Linked DNA regions of Mus musculus: all the other regions are linked to region 3. Evidence: chromatin contacts called from public HiCAR-type data. All regions are on one chromosome and are shown on one strand. Each heading gives the region's core, a stretch centred on a gene start, on an enhancer-like site or on the middle of the called end of the contact. The rest is flanking DNA. Distances are from core to core; before and after follow the strand shown.

Region 1 (4,735 bases), core at 523-3,022, 2.7 Mb before region 3:
AAAAAAAAAGAAAGAAAGAAAGAAAGAAAAAGAAAAGAAAAGAAAAAAGGGGGCTGAAGGTATAGGTCAGTGGTAGAGCATTTACCTAGAGTGGGTAAGGTATTGAGTTCAACCAACAAAACTGAGGAGAGGGGCAGGGGGCAGGGGGCAGGAGGCATTACTTGTGTAGCCCAGGGGAACAGAACATGATTGTAAGAGTCAAAAAGAGCCTTCTGAAGCTCCTTTTGTTAGGTACAAAATCGAAACACTTGGATTTCCTGTACCCTTTTTCTCATCTTTTAAACAATTCTAGGAGGCTGGAGATACAGCTGAATGATACAGTATTTGCTTAACATGGCCAAGGGCCTAGGTTCAAGGCCAACACTGCCAGAAATGTAAGCTAACTATGCCTTTCTCTGGCTTCCCAGTCTCTAAATAGTCTTCAGCAACATTTGGCATCTGAAATTCTGTTTCCGTTTACTGTATTAACCCTTTAAGATCAGATTCTTTGTCTTAGTCACCAGGTTGTAAAATTACCTGTGCCTAATAGTATTTAATAATTAATGAACAATTAATGGCTTAACGTTAAGAAATTATTATTAGCTGGGCCTGTGATCCCACTGAAAAATAAGGCTAAGGGAATACTCAGAAATTTGAGGCCAGCCCAAGTTACATAGGAAAAGTGTTTCAAAAAAGGAAAAAACAAGGGGCTGGAGAGATTGCTCAACAGTTAAGAACACTGATCTCCTAGAGGTCAATTCCTAGCAACCATATGATGACTTTTTTTTTTTTTTAAAGATTTATTTATTTATTATATGTAAGTACACTGTAGCTGTCCTCAGATATCCCAGAAGAAGGCATCAGATTTCGTTATGGATGGTTGTGAGCCACCATGTGGCTACTGGGACTTGAACTCGGGACCAGTCGGGTGCTCTTAACCCCTGAGCCATCTCGCCAGCCCTGTTTGTTTGTTTTTCAAGACAGGGTTTCTCTGTGTAGCTCTGACTGTCCTGGAACTCACGCTGTAGACCAGGCTGGTCTCAAACTCAGAAATCCGTCTGCCTCTGCCTCCCGAGTGCTAGGATTAAAGGTGTGCTCCACCACTGCCCGGCTTATTTACAAAGCACTGCACAAAGTCTTGTAAACTTATTTATTTAGCTCGGGGGGGGGGGGGGGGGACGACGACGACGACCATTTTATCCACGAGTAATTAAATACCTTGTTTCAAATACACATAGCTAGTAAGCGGCGGAGTTAGGATTCAAAGTCAAGTTCTTTCACATTAAACTATTCTGTCTCAGAAGAAGCCACAACAGTTAAAGATTCTATTTGGGGTGTAAAGTTGTGGAATAACAAGGGTCCTGTGGGCTGGGCGGAAGTTTGTCGTTCTCTATGCCTGTTTTTGTCTTTGTGCATTCTGGGCTAGTATAGCATTTTTGGAATCGGGTAGGGCACTTACAAGTGTAACCCAATATCAGCTATTCCTAATGCCCGGGTTTCTCCGACCAATTGCTCCTTTGTCTATTCTTGGGCAAGAGCAAGAGCAGATAAATGCAACCAGTGTGAAGGAGAGGCGTGCGGATGTTCCAGAGTGCGTGGCACGGCGAGTACCGAGCCGCCAGCAGGCCCTCTCCACGCCCGCCTTCCGGGCCAGTGGCCTGCGCCTCCTGCGGCCCCTCCCGCCCCCACCGAGGCTTGGCCCAGCCGCGCCCGGGCCTAGAGAGAAAAAGTTTCCAAACCTCGCTTCTTTGCGCTGATTGGCCGAGTCAGACGCGTCCCGAGAGCGGCAGCCAATGGGAGGCGCGCACCGCGCAGTACCGGCGAGGCTGGAGGGCAAGAAAGGCCTGCCGGCCCGCGCCTCGCTGGAATCGTCGCCGCCCGGGCTGGGTAAGTGGAGCCAGGCTGCGGGCGGGTCTCCGCCACGCCCGCAGCATCCATCCGACGTGTCCCCCACACCTGCCCTCCTCAGCTTTCCACCTTCCATCCGTGAGCTCCGCCGCTCGCCCTGGCCAACTCCGTTCCTCTTCTGCTGGCTGCTTTTCTATCCTCGAACGTCCTCAAGACCCATGCCCACGCCGCCCCAAGGCCCCCGAGTTCTTAGTCTGCCCCTTCACCCCACAGTTTCCGGGTCCCCAACTGCTGCCGCACGGATACCAACCTATATCCAACCTTCCCCTCGATGCCTATAGGTCTCGGCCGCTGGACGTTTCAAATTTCCCTAGACAGCACTTTGGATCGGATAAACTTTATCCGACAAAGGGTGAGAGTGCTTACCCCACACCTTGGATGTTGGCCCAGCTCACCTCTACCTCTTTGAGGTCCTGGGCAACCCGGAGTCACCTTGACTCCGGAGCGACTTCATATTTCCTAAATCATCTCGACTTTTTGCCAGGTTGTGCATCCTTCTGCGCTTTAGCCGGATCCTCGCTCAACTTCTCTAGCTGGGTGGAGGTTTGTAATTGGCTCTGCCACCTGTTTCTGTGTATTGTGTGTTAGGATAACATTTTAGGACTCAGAAGGGGTGCTTTTGAAGTATAGTCTGATAGAAACTACTCCAGAGCCTGAGGGTATCTGACCACGCACTTCTCTTCCCCAGCACACTGGTATTCAGCCCGTTTTGAGGTTTAAGTAATTCCCCTTTCAGAATTCCATATGGAGTTCAGTAAGAGGAACTTACAGAACTATGACCAACCCTCCAACCCCTCTGAAGTCGCATGTCTTTGTACTTAAGCAGCAAGAAGACAAGCTAGGCTTAGTGACTGACTCTTGATGTGTTTGACCTGGAACTTGCTCTATAGACCAGGCTGGCCTCGAACTCAAGTTGATTCTCTTGCCTTTGCCTCCCAAGTGCTGGGATTAGAGGTGTCCACCATCACCTGGCTCCCATTCACGTCTTGTTTATTTGAGAGAGATATAAACTTGGGCTGGAGAAGGGTATTGGTTCATTCGATATTGGCATCGAGTATTGGTGATCAGCTTGGCTAGCTTTCTTCACTCAGACATCACTTTATTTCTTTCCTAGAAATTTGAAATTAGAGGTGTGTGACTTGTGTGTGTTCTCAGACAGTTTTGTAGACTTAATTTTGGGGGACTCCTCCCAACAAAACCAATCCTAAGGACTGAAAGTTCTTATTTCAAAGTGTGAGGACCTAAGTGATGTCCCCAGCACCAAAAAGCTGGTGTGATGGTGCACACCTGTGATTTGCAGTACCCAGCTTGGGGGACAGGGGGGCCCTGAGGCTTGCTGCCCAGTGCAGGAGAATGTGAGCCCTGGGTTCAATGAGAGACCTTACCTCAAAAATAAATAAATAAATAAATAAATAAATAAAATTAAAAAGGTGGAGAGTGATAGAGGAAGACACCTGATGTCACTTCTGACCCTGCATGCACACAAACACCTGCACACACACACACACACACACACACACAAACCCCACTTCTGGCTCCTCATGCACAGGAATACTTTGCACATACACAGAAACCCCGTGCTGAAATGAATTCTTAGACGTGTAAAACCACCTTACGGGAAACAGGTACTTTTTAAAATTTGCTTTTTGAATTTTGTGTGGTGTGTGTACTTGTTAGCATAGAGGTACTGTGTGGAGTACCAGAAGTCTATAAGAGGACTCTTTCTTCTGTTGTTTTCCATCTTAACTCTTGTATTGATTTATTTTAAGTTTTTGAAACTCCTTAGTTGGGCTAGGTTGGCTGGCCGCTGAACTTTAGGGATCTTGCCTATCTCTGTCTCCCCACACCTAGCACTGGGATTGTAGAACACCAGTGTGCAGCTTTTTACATGGGTGTTTTGTATTTGAACTCAGGCTCTCGTGTTTGTATGAGAGCCTTTTACTAGTTGAGCCATCTCCCCTGCCCTACCAAACATATTTGTGTGGTCCCTGAATTGGTCCACAGAGGCGTAAGATAGCAAGCACCAAGGCATTGAAAAGCAAGTTACCAACACATGAGTAATATAAATGCACACCATATTCTCTTGGTTTTTGATAGGACTTGGAATTAAACCCATGTGCCTTAGCCGAGGTCTCCCCTGCCTGAGCTGGTTACCTAGTGCTTTGTTTCAATTTTATTTTTGAGATAAGAGTCTTGGTCTTTCTAAGTTGTCCAGATTGGACTCACATTTAGAAATCCTCTGCTTCACATGTCATAGTAGCTGGGATTGTAGGCGTGGACCACCACTCTGTTTTTAAGATAGCAGGCACAAAGCTATGTGAACTGCAACCTGGTATTAACACCTATTATAATGGTGTTTTTAAAAGACTGTGGTCCAAACTGACTTCCTGCCAATCTATGTGCAACTTTGCAGTTCTTGAATTGACTTCAAAAAAGACATAGTGCATTCGGGTCTAGTTGCTTCCACCACTGCTTCATGGTTGTTAGAGATGATCAAGGCTGCAGTAGCTGCTGCCTCTGGCTGTTCCTGCTCCTCTTCCTCCCCCCTTTCCCTTCCTCTTTCTCTTTTTTCCCCCTTCTCTATTCCCTTCCTCCTCATTTTTTTCTCACTATCATCTCAGGGTTCGTGTGGCCCAGGCCTTCTCAAGGATGGCCTTGAACTTCTGACCCTCCTGCTTCCGTCTCCTTGATGCTGAGATTCCAGGCATGCAAGTGATGGAACCCTAGACTTCACAAATGTTAGGCAAACCCTGTACCAGTGACTGCTCTGCCCATCTCCTAGAGCAGAACAGCCTAAAGAGGTTAAAGTCTCTTGAAAAGTTATTCCACAGTAAACTTCAATAAATAA
Region 2 (4,657 bases), core at 1,506-4,005, 2.2 Mb before region 3:
CTGGAGTCAGGAGGGAAAAATACCCCAAGAATTCAGGAAGCCTTGTGGGAAAGACTCAAATCATCCTAGTCAGCTACTCTAGAAAGTACAGGAAATGAGAGAATGAGAAAAATGAGATGGTATGAACTTTCCAGGGTCCCATGAGATTCAGGAGTCAGTTTTATGGGAAACAAGTCAAGATTACCTTCCAGTGGGTTTAAGCTTGAAGAAAAGTTATGAAGCCCACTAAAAAAGGCTATAGGAATTTGTGACCATTTATTTCCTTAGATTACATTTTAAACTCTAAGGTTTAGCCTTCCTTAATTTAACTTACCTGACATCTCTAGTTTGACTTGGCTGGGGTTCTCTTCCACAAGAAGTATCTCTCTTATAAGTTATTTCTATAACCTACCTAATTAAGGAACATCAGTTTCTCTCCAGCTTAGGACTAATTTCTTGGTTTGGCAAAGGCTACCCACCACTAACTTCAATCAATCAATCAATCAATCAATCAATCAATCAGTCAGTCTATCAGTCTATCTATCTATCTATCTATCATCTATCTATCTATCTATCTATCTATCTATCTATCTATCTATCCATCTATCCATCTATTGATTTATCTGTGTATGACTGTATGTGTGTGTCTGTCTGTCTCGCAGTCTCTCTTTATGTCTATTTCCCTCCTTTTCTATGAATACAGAATGAAGTATTTAAAATGTTGGTGTATCTAAGGACAAATCCCTGCCTTGCACAAACAAAATCTTGCAGTCTGTGACTAAAAGCAGCACCCCAATCTATTGAAGTCTGCAGGGAGAAACCGTTATAGCAGAGTCCTCCCACCTGGCCTTGGGTATGATAAGCTTCCATTCTTGCATTTTCATTACATCAGTTTAATATCAATTTTCCTCTGCTGTGCCCAAGCAGAGCTTCTGTTTAACATGATTTATGTCATCAGCCGGTGGACTTCCTCCTGCGGCCAGTGGGACACATCTCACATAGATAAGGCATGAATCAGATCAGTTGAGCTCAATACTGGCTAGCACAATCTGGAACACACAGGTTACTTGACTGCAGTCTGTAATTTAACACAACCCCTGGGTCCTTGGACACAAAGGGGCTGGTTTCCCTGTTTCAAATTCACTGGTTCTTTAAAAGCACAATGAATCGTTAATGATTTTTTAAATTGCAACAACTCACTTTAGCAGGTTATCTTCTGGCGTTCCCTGTTGTCATGTGTGGCTTTGTGCCCTCTTTCAATACTAGATAAAAAACAAACGGTGTGTTTTACTGGAAATTAGGTGGAAGGGGCAAGATTTCTTGCCCTATAGAGCAGGTGTCTAAATCTGAGCAAACCCACTAGAAATAGGTCAACTCAGACTCCAGCTCTGATCCATACTCATGGTAGCTTAGAAAGAAATCTAATACATTTTCTTGTTTTCTTGTCACCTGCAGATTCAGTTCCCTTAGTTTAAGGATTCATATAAATATCTTTCTGTATTTGACATTGAAATCAGTGACTATTGTAAAGAGAAAGAGGAATCATTGAAATTAACCCAGGAAGTCTGCGGGTTTCCCCCTCCCCCGCTCACACGCCCGTTTTCTCATCCCCAGATTAAGAAGTTATGCTGCTTGACAATGCACTTTTCTCTTGCAAGTCTCAACATCGCTGGTGGTATTCTGTTTCCGCTGTTTTCTTCCAGCACCTGTTACGAAAAAAAAGTTAGTTGTCTTGGGGTGGGGAGGTGGGGGAATTGGATTCTGCAATTTTGTTGGGAAGAGTCAGGGTAACATTGAAATAAACAGAGTTGCCTGTGGGCACAGTGAAAACTGCACTTTTAAAATGAATCACTTCGGAGTATTTTTACACCTACCCCTATGTGCAAATGCAAGTGAAGTGACCGGCTGGCTACTGGACTACCTAAACTGCCAGTCAAAGAACTTGGCAAAAGAATCCTTTACCCCATCTTTTAATGCAAACCAGGGATGTGGCGTGAGGAAGGGGGAGGCTTTTGAAGACTAAAGAAAACACCACTAAGTAACGGCAGACACTAAGAATTGTCAGTAGAGATTCATATTTTTTTTTCTTTCTCTAAAATACCATGCGCTACAAAGGGAGGAAGTCTTGTCACATGTCTTCATCAGAACTTTCCATACTTCTTCCAGAGTTTGCCTATTGTCGGAGTCTGCACCAGCCTTCCCTTTTATCTTTACACTCTTCCAGTTCCTGGGGTAGGCTGTAAGGCTTTACTTTCAAGTGTCTAACGCAGCGATCAGCAAGTTAACTTTCTGGCACGCCGCCCTAGACCTGCTGTGGCAGCTGCGGGGAGCCTTTACCTTCCTTTCCCAAAAGCCAGAGCCTACAGCTGCTTGTGTGCAATAACCCCCCTCCAGACGCAACTTCCAAATATAGACTCTCTGGCCACTAGGGGCTGCGCGGTCCCAGTCCGGAGGGCCGCCCTTCCTTCCCGCCCTCGCCTTGCCAGGCACTGCCCACATCTGGAAGCCAAGTCGCCGTAGGTCACCTAGCGGAAACACGTTTCCCCAGTGCTCAAGAACCGAGATTTCCTTTCTTGAAAACATTTAATGTATTTTGAGCCTCCACTGAAATGCCATGAGCAGCCCATTTTGAACCAGAAAAATTTAGTCTGACAACAGAGTCTTCCTCTATTCACAGCTGTTCCAGAAGGAGGAGCTGAAATCTGAACCTCTTGGCTGTGATTGGTTACTTCTAGAAAAAGCAACGGAGAAGGCGCCTCCCCGCCCAGAGGAGCTCAGTCGGGCAGGGAGCCGGGTGACTTCAGAGGCGCCTGCCTGTCCCCCGCCGCACCTGAGCCACCGCGATGCTATAGGACCGCCGCCTGGACCGTTATCCGCCCGCGCCCGCCCGCAGCCACCATGCCGCGCTCCTTCCTGGTCAAGAAACATTTCAACGCCTCCAAGAAGCCCAACTACAGCGAACTGGACACACACACAGGTAAAAATCGCCTCTGTAAATCTGTGCGCGAGTAAACCGCGGTTCTATTGCTTGACTCAGAGAACACACCGGGCCGCTTTCCTTTTAATGCTGTGCCAAAACTGTCCTTGCAGTCTCTTGATTACTTAGGTTAAGTTTTAATTCAAAACCTTTGAGATCTTTGCTGACAAGGAAAGCTTCCTTCCGGTCGGGCAGTATAGTTCTCTGAGCCTGTGTGTACGCAAAAGGAGTGCACGGACGTGATCGCACCCTTCCCCTCGCCTGAGCAGCAATCTCCTGAAGCCAAGCACTTGGGAAAGCAGCTGGATTCGTGCATGCCATTACCCGCCACAGGCACGGTACAGCTAGAACAGCCCACGCATAAAATGAAAAGCAACTTTATAAAAAGTTTTAATATAGTGTCTAGTTCTTCGTTCTAAATTGGGACAGCAAGGCTAGTCCAGAATGAAGGTTAGTCAGGGCAACTGTCAGCCTGCACGAGGACAGTAAGCCCAGGTGAAGGGAAGACTTTATGTGTGTCCTGTGAGTAAGGCTGTCTTCACTAGAGAGTCTCCTATGGAGTCTCCTGCATGTTGTTATGGTCTCTCTCAGACTGTGTACATATATTTTAAAAATATTTTGCCTTAATTTTTTCTTTCCTTCCTTTTCTTTCTTCCAGTTATTATTTCCCCATATCTCTATGAAAGTTACCCTATACCTGTCATACCAAAACCAGAGATCCTCACCTCGGGAGCATACAGCCCTATTACTGTATGGACATCGTCGGCAGCTCCACTCCACTCTCCTTTACCCAGTGGCCTTTCTCCTCTTACTGGATACTCCTCATCCTTGGGGCGTGTAAGTCCCCCGCCTTCCTCTGACACTTCATCCAAGGATCACAGTGGTTCAGAAAGTCCCATTAGTGACGAAGAGGAGAGACTGCAGCCCAAGCTTTCAGACCCCCATGCCATCGAAGCTGAGAAGTTTCAGTGCAATTTATGCAATAAGACCTATTCTACGTTCTCTGGGCTGGCCAAACACAAGCAGCTGCACTGTGATGCCCAGTCTAGGAAATCGTTCAGCTGCAAGTACTGTGACAAGGAATATGTGAGCCTGGGTGCCCTGAAGATGCACATTCGAACCCACACATTGCCTTGTGTCTGCAAGATCTGTGGCAAGGCTTTCTCCAGACCCTGGCTGCTTCAAGGACACATTAGAACTCACACTGGTAAGAGAAATGTAGAAAACCATGCCTCTCAGCTCAAACAGTGGTGTGACAGAGCTGTCTGCGGGGTGTCTTAAGGGACTGACAGGGGGTGTTTTTCATAAGGTGAACCACTGATAGCTGCTTTCTGCTCTAAAGCTTGTTAGAACAGCAAGTGCTCCTTTCCAGCCTCTGCTCCAGGGATTGTAAACAGCATTTAGACTTTGGAAAGCACATGCAGGAGATTTGGTCTCAAAGATCAGTTAGAAAGCAAGATTGAGGTATTTGGTGTGTGTTCTGCAGAACTGATAGTCAGTAAATACAAATGTCTGGCTCCTAGTGTTGATTTGATAAACAGGCAGAGGGGGTTCCTATAGTTTTTTTGGCTATACTTTTTGCTATGAATTCTGCCAACTCTTGACTAATTTAGTAAATGAGGCTAAATTGGATCTGGCCGTGTGCTTGTTTGTTTCATTTTCTTGTTGCTGATTTTTAAAAAAAGCCCAAAGCATGAAATC
Region 3 (4,383 bases), core at 768-3,267:
TAGCAGCTGTGTTCCTAGGCATCACCTTTTCTGCTCTGGAAGCTGATGAGATCAGAGCTGCAGGGCGACCTGTATTGTGGGAGGCATGCAAGATCTCACAGGCTAGCTCTCCAGTGGTTTGTCCCCCAGGCACTGCAGGTCCCGTTTCTCTTACCTTGAGATTGTGGTGCATACTAACATGAGGAAGTCTGTTTCGTCAAGTACAACATCCTCCCAGCACTGTAGAAGGCACCGTGGACCTCTTCTATACATTCTAGCCCTATGGGAAAAATTAATATCCAAGAGAGAGCCAAAATTCCATTAATCACCTTTCCTCACTGTGATAAAACACCTGAGCAAAATTTAAAGGAAGAAAGATGGATTTGGGCTCAGTTTGAGTCATCTCTGGTAGCTAAGAAGAGGAGAGAGGAAAGACTGGCAAAATAGACCTTTCCAGGGACTAGAGCTATACACTCTTGCAGGGCACACATACTCATGACCTTCCTCCATCCTAGTTTTCGTTGTCTCCTAATAATGTCATTATTATGAATGATGAATCCAATAGACTGATCTGCTGATGTTAGCGTCCTGATGATCCATTCACCTCCCAAAAGCTCAAGTTTTCAAGAGACTTCCAGATTTCAAATCATAACAGCTCCCTTTAAGCAGAAGTATTACCAAGTTGTACCCCCATTGTAAAGAGCCTGGAAATTCTAGAACAAAGGGTTTGAGGTCCTTTCCTGAGATTTTTAAAGCCTAAGTAATACAGCCAGTCTCTGAGTGATAGAGGCTAGTGTGGTAGGGAGTGTTTGCACTCACTCTCATAGTGCTCAGAACAGGTTTCTGGGAAAGGATTTTGGGAACTGGGAGAGGACACAGATGAGAGACCTGGAACTGAGCACTCTGAGACCTCCTGGCTCTACCCCACAGCTTGGCATGTCTTGATGAAGAGGTTTGAGCTAAGCTGGTTGGTATAGCTAATATTGGGAATTTAACAAGAGTAAAGGCTTTGGCATAGTAGACTACAAACAAGACAATCATGGTGACAGCAACCTCAGGAAAGGGTACATTACAGATATGTCCTTGGCCTAGAGCCTAACAGGGCCAGGTTCCTAGTGCCTGCTTTTGCTGTCTTCTCTGTATCACCCTCTACCTCATCAGGTTATAAATGACCTCAAACCTTAATCAGGTTGAATGAACCAGGACTCTACTTGCGTAGCAGACAGACATTCTCCCCACCATGCCAGTACACACACCCATCTATTGGTTCCCCAGGCTCATGGGTTCCCTGAAACCTAATCAGGTGACAAGTTCCTAAGACAATGGGGTCTGATGGCATGTGCTTGTCAGCACAGTTCTGAGACATAAACAAAACAAACAATTGGGTTTTTTTGTTTGTTTTGTTTTTGTTTTTCGAGACAGGGTTTCTCTGTGTATCCTTGGCTGTCCTGGAACTCACTTTGTAGACCAGACTGGCCTCGAACTCAGAAATCTGTCTGCCTCTGCCTCCCAAATGCTGGGATTAAAGGCTTGCGTCACCATGCCGGAACAATTGTTTTAAAAGCCAGGTGACAACCTGGAGCCAACCTTGTCTTTAAGACTGCCTTTGCTACCCAGTGCACTAAGAAAAGTGTCTCATTTCCTGCTTTATAGCCCCAGAGCTCAAGCTGCTCAACGAATTCTCAGTGGCCATGCAGTCCTGCTGAGCACAAAGGGCCTGGAACCCTTAACCACAAAGCCCCTGGGGCCTGTGGTTAAGTGGGCAGGACCACAATGAAACTTGAAGGGGTACTCTCCACACTGTACACAGGCAGTGTACACGTTCATTGGTATAAAATGAATATAATGTTATACATGAAAATATTTTCTAAAGTCTCTGATGGGTGGCCAGTCCTGAGCAGTATGAAGCCGCATCACTGCCCTGAGACTGATCACCACACACGTTGTGAAGCAATGACTGAGCATTGTGAAGCAAGGACTGCTTTCTGCCCAGTCAAGGCTGGAGAAGTGTAGCAACGCACTGGCTATTGGGGCTCTTGTCGTCCCTGAAACAAGAGAGCAGAGGGACCAGCAGGAGGCAGCAGAGGTGCGCCCGAGGCCCGACTGCGCTTGCGCAGAGCCTGCGGCGCCTAGGACGGGAAGTAGGCGGGGCTGCCCAGAGCAGCTCGTGGGGAGCACTGCGGCAGGCTGGCAGGTGAGGCCCGCGGGGTGCAAGGGATGAAGAGCGAGGGTGAGGGTGGAAGACTCGGACTAGGGTGGGGGTCATGTGGGGGCCTGAGATGCACGAAAGTGAAATGAGACTGAGGACGAAATGGAGAGGTGAGAAAGCACTAAGGCCAAGACCGGTTTCGGGTGCCTGAGCCCATGGGACTTTGGGGGATAGCTGTGAGCAAAAAATCTGAGCAAGCCGCCGCCGGGCCCTGGTGGCAAGGCGTCGGAAACTAAAGGCACGGAACTGGGAATCCATTGACACCCTCCCCCAGGGCTGTGTCTGAACCGAGGTCCAGGAGGAGGCTGAGAGCTGTGAGGCAAAACAGTACCAAGGAGTGACAATCCTGTTTTCAAGGATCATTCCCTCTTATCTTCCAAAACATGAGGGCTAGGCCCACGGCCCTACCCTCAGCCCTACTAGTGACGACCCGGACTGGGACCACATTTTCAACCTGAATGCCCAGCCCAGTGGCGTCCCTAAGTGTATTTAAAGCTAGTGTTTTACTTACCACCTGGTTTCAAGACGCAGGCTGAAGCCATTGGGCTAGATTGCAGTAGAGCCTCAGTCCTGAGAGCCTTGGGCTTCACCGTTACAGTTGTGTGGTCTCAGGCCAGCCCCCTAAGCTCTCCGTATAATGAGGAGAAAAGGGATTGTAAGGATTTCTGCAGACTAACATCTAGTGAGGCCCAGTGGAAGGCAGTGGTCTGCCCTACCAAGGCCGCCTATTTCTAGGCCCCTTGATTAACAGATGTGTTCACAATGTGCCCTGGGACAGCCCTGTGAACTGTTCCCACCTAAGGAACTGAACGAGAGCTGCCTCTACCTCATGGTCTCAGTGTTCATATTCCTCCCATCGTCAAATTTTACTTTTACTCAGCGGCAAACTGGGATGGAAGTGGCCAAGTCACTGGGCACCAGATTCCTCAACTGAGTCCTGCTTTGGTGACAACTAATATTTGTGACCTTAGAGTAACACTTTCCTCCTACCACCTGGTTTTTTTTTCAACTGCAGTATGACCTGATGGCATGTTTTCCCACACAGTTCTGAGACATAAACAAAACAATTGTTCTAATAACTGTTAACCTCCCACAACAGATTAATTTGCAGAATTCCTCTGTGATGTTGCCTGAAGCCAGTCTTTTCTGGAAGACTGTCTTTGCTACCCAGTGTACTAAGGGAGAGTTTTCATTTCCTGTGTGATCCCCCCAGACCTCAGGCTGCTTACCTCACTCTAGTGGCCATGCAGGCCTGCTGAGCACAAACAGCCAGGACACTGACCACATGGAGCTTAGGATCCCTTTCAAAAGAAAAATGGCAGCACAATAATATGGCTGCACAGAACAGCCCATGAAAGATAGTGGGGGGGGGGGGTGTAGACATGGCTGGGGTGGAGTCCATCTATGTTCAGCGTGCATATGTTCTGTAGGTTGAATTTCCAGCACCAATAGAAAGAAACATAGTCTTAAAGTGTGTTTTGGCATTTTTGTTTTGTTTTGAGACAGGGTCTCATGGAGCCCAGGCTGGCCTCCAACTCATAATATAGCTAAGATTGAACTTGAACTTGTAATCTATCTCCATTTGGCTCTATCTTCCAAGCACTGGAATTGTAGGTGTTCACCACCATGTCCAGTTTTATCGAGGAACCTAGGGCCTGTGCCTTCAAGGCAAGTATCACCAGTTGAGCTACCCGTCCAAACCCTACTCCACACCCTTTGGTTTTTGTTTGTTTGGGGGGAGGGTATTTTAGTTTTTGCTTGGTTTGGTTTTGATTTGGTTTTTTTTTTTTTGTTTTTGTTTTTGTTTTTTTTGAGACAAGGTTTTACTCAGTAGCCCAGACTAGCACCAAACTGATGTCAAGGCTCCGTCGGTTTCCCAAGTGGTTGGTAATGGTTTCCCAAGTGGTAGGATTATAGGCATGAACCACCATGCCAGACTAAAGTGATAGTTTTGTTGTTTTTTTTTTTTAAAGATTTATTTATTTATTATATGTAAGTACACTGTAGCTGTCTTCAGACACTCCAGAAGAGGGGGTCAGATCTTGTTACGGATGGTTGTGAGCCACCATGTGGTTGCTGGGATTTGAACTCTGGACCTTCGGAAGAGCAGTCGGGTGCTCTAACCCACTGAGCCATCTCACCAGCCCAAGTGATAGTTTTTAATGTATATTTTGCTATAATCTTTATAATAAGCA

The links. HiCAR-type assays count read pairs that join an accessible place to other places.
Region 1: a HiCAR-type map of astrocytes shows a contact between it and region 3, with 3 times the contacts expected there. The contact joins the promoter of Nde1 here to the promoter of Ppm1f in region 3. A contact is called at or near these places in 2 of 115 datasets of contacts at active chromatin or transcription factors (astrocytes and embryonic forebrain) and 1 of 9 other capture datasets (liver).
Region 2: a HiCAR-type map of astrocytes shows a contact between it and region 3, with 3 times the contacts expected there. The contact joins the promoter of Snai2 here to the promoter of Ppm1f in region 3. A contact is called at or near these places in 1 of 39 promoter capture datasets (hippocampal neurons) and 1 of 115 datasets of contacts at active chromatin or transcription factors (astrocytes).

What each region holds. Positions count from the first base shown.
Region 1 is chr16:14,161,503-14,166,237 of GRCm38.p6, forward strand. It overlaps Nde1 (nudE neurodevelopment protein 1), which reads left to right and starts at 1,773. Exons shown (of 9, transcript NM_023317.2): 1 at 1,773-1,866.
Region 2 is chr16:14,703,097-14,707,753 of GRCm38.p6, forward strand. It overlaps Snai2 (snail family zinc finger 2), which reads left to right and starts at 2,756. Exons shown (of 3, transcript NM_011415.3): 1 at 2,756-2,956; 2 at 3,615-4,163. The coding sequence starts at 2,878.
Region 3 is chr16:16,894,452-16,898,834 of GRCm38.p6, forward strand. It overlaps Ppm1f (protein phosphatase 1F (PP2C domain containing)), which reads left to right and starts at 2,018. Exons shown (of 8, transcript NM_176833.4): 1 at 2,018-2,173.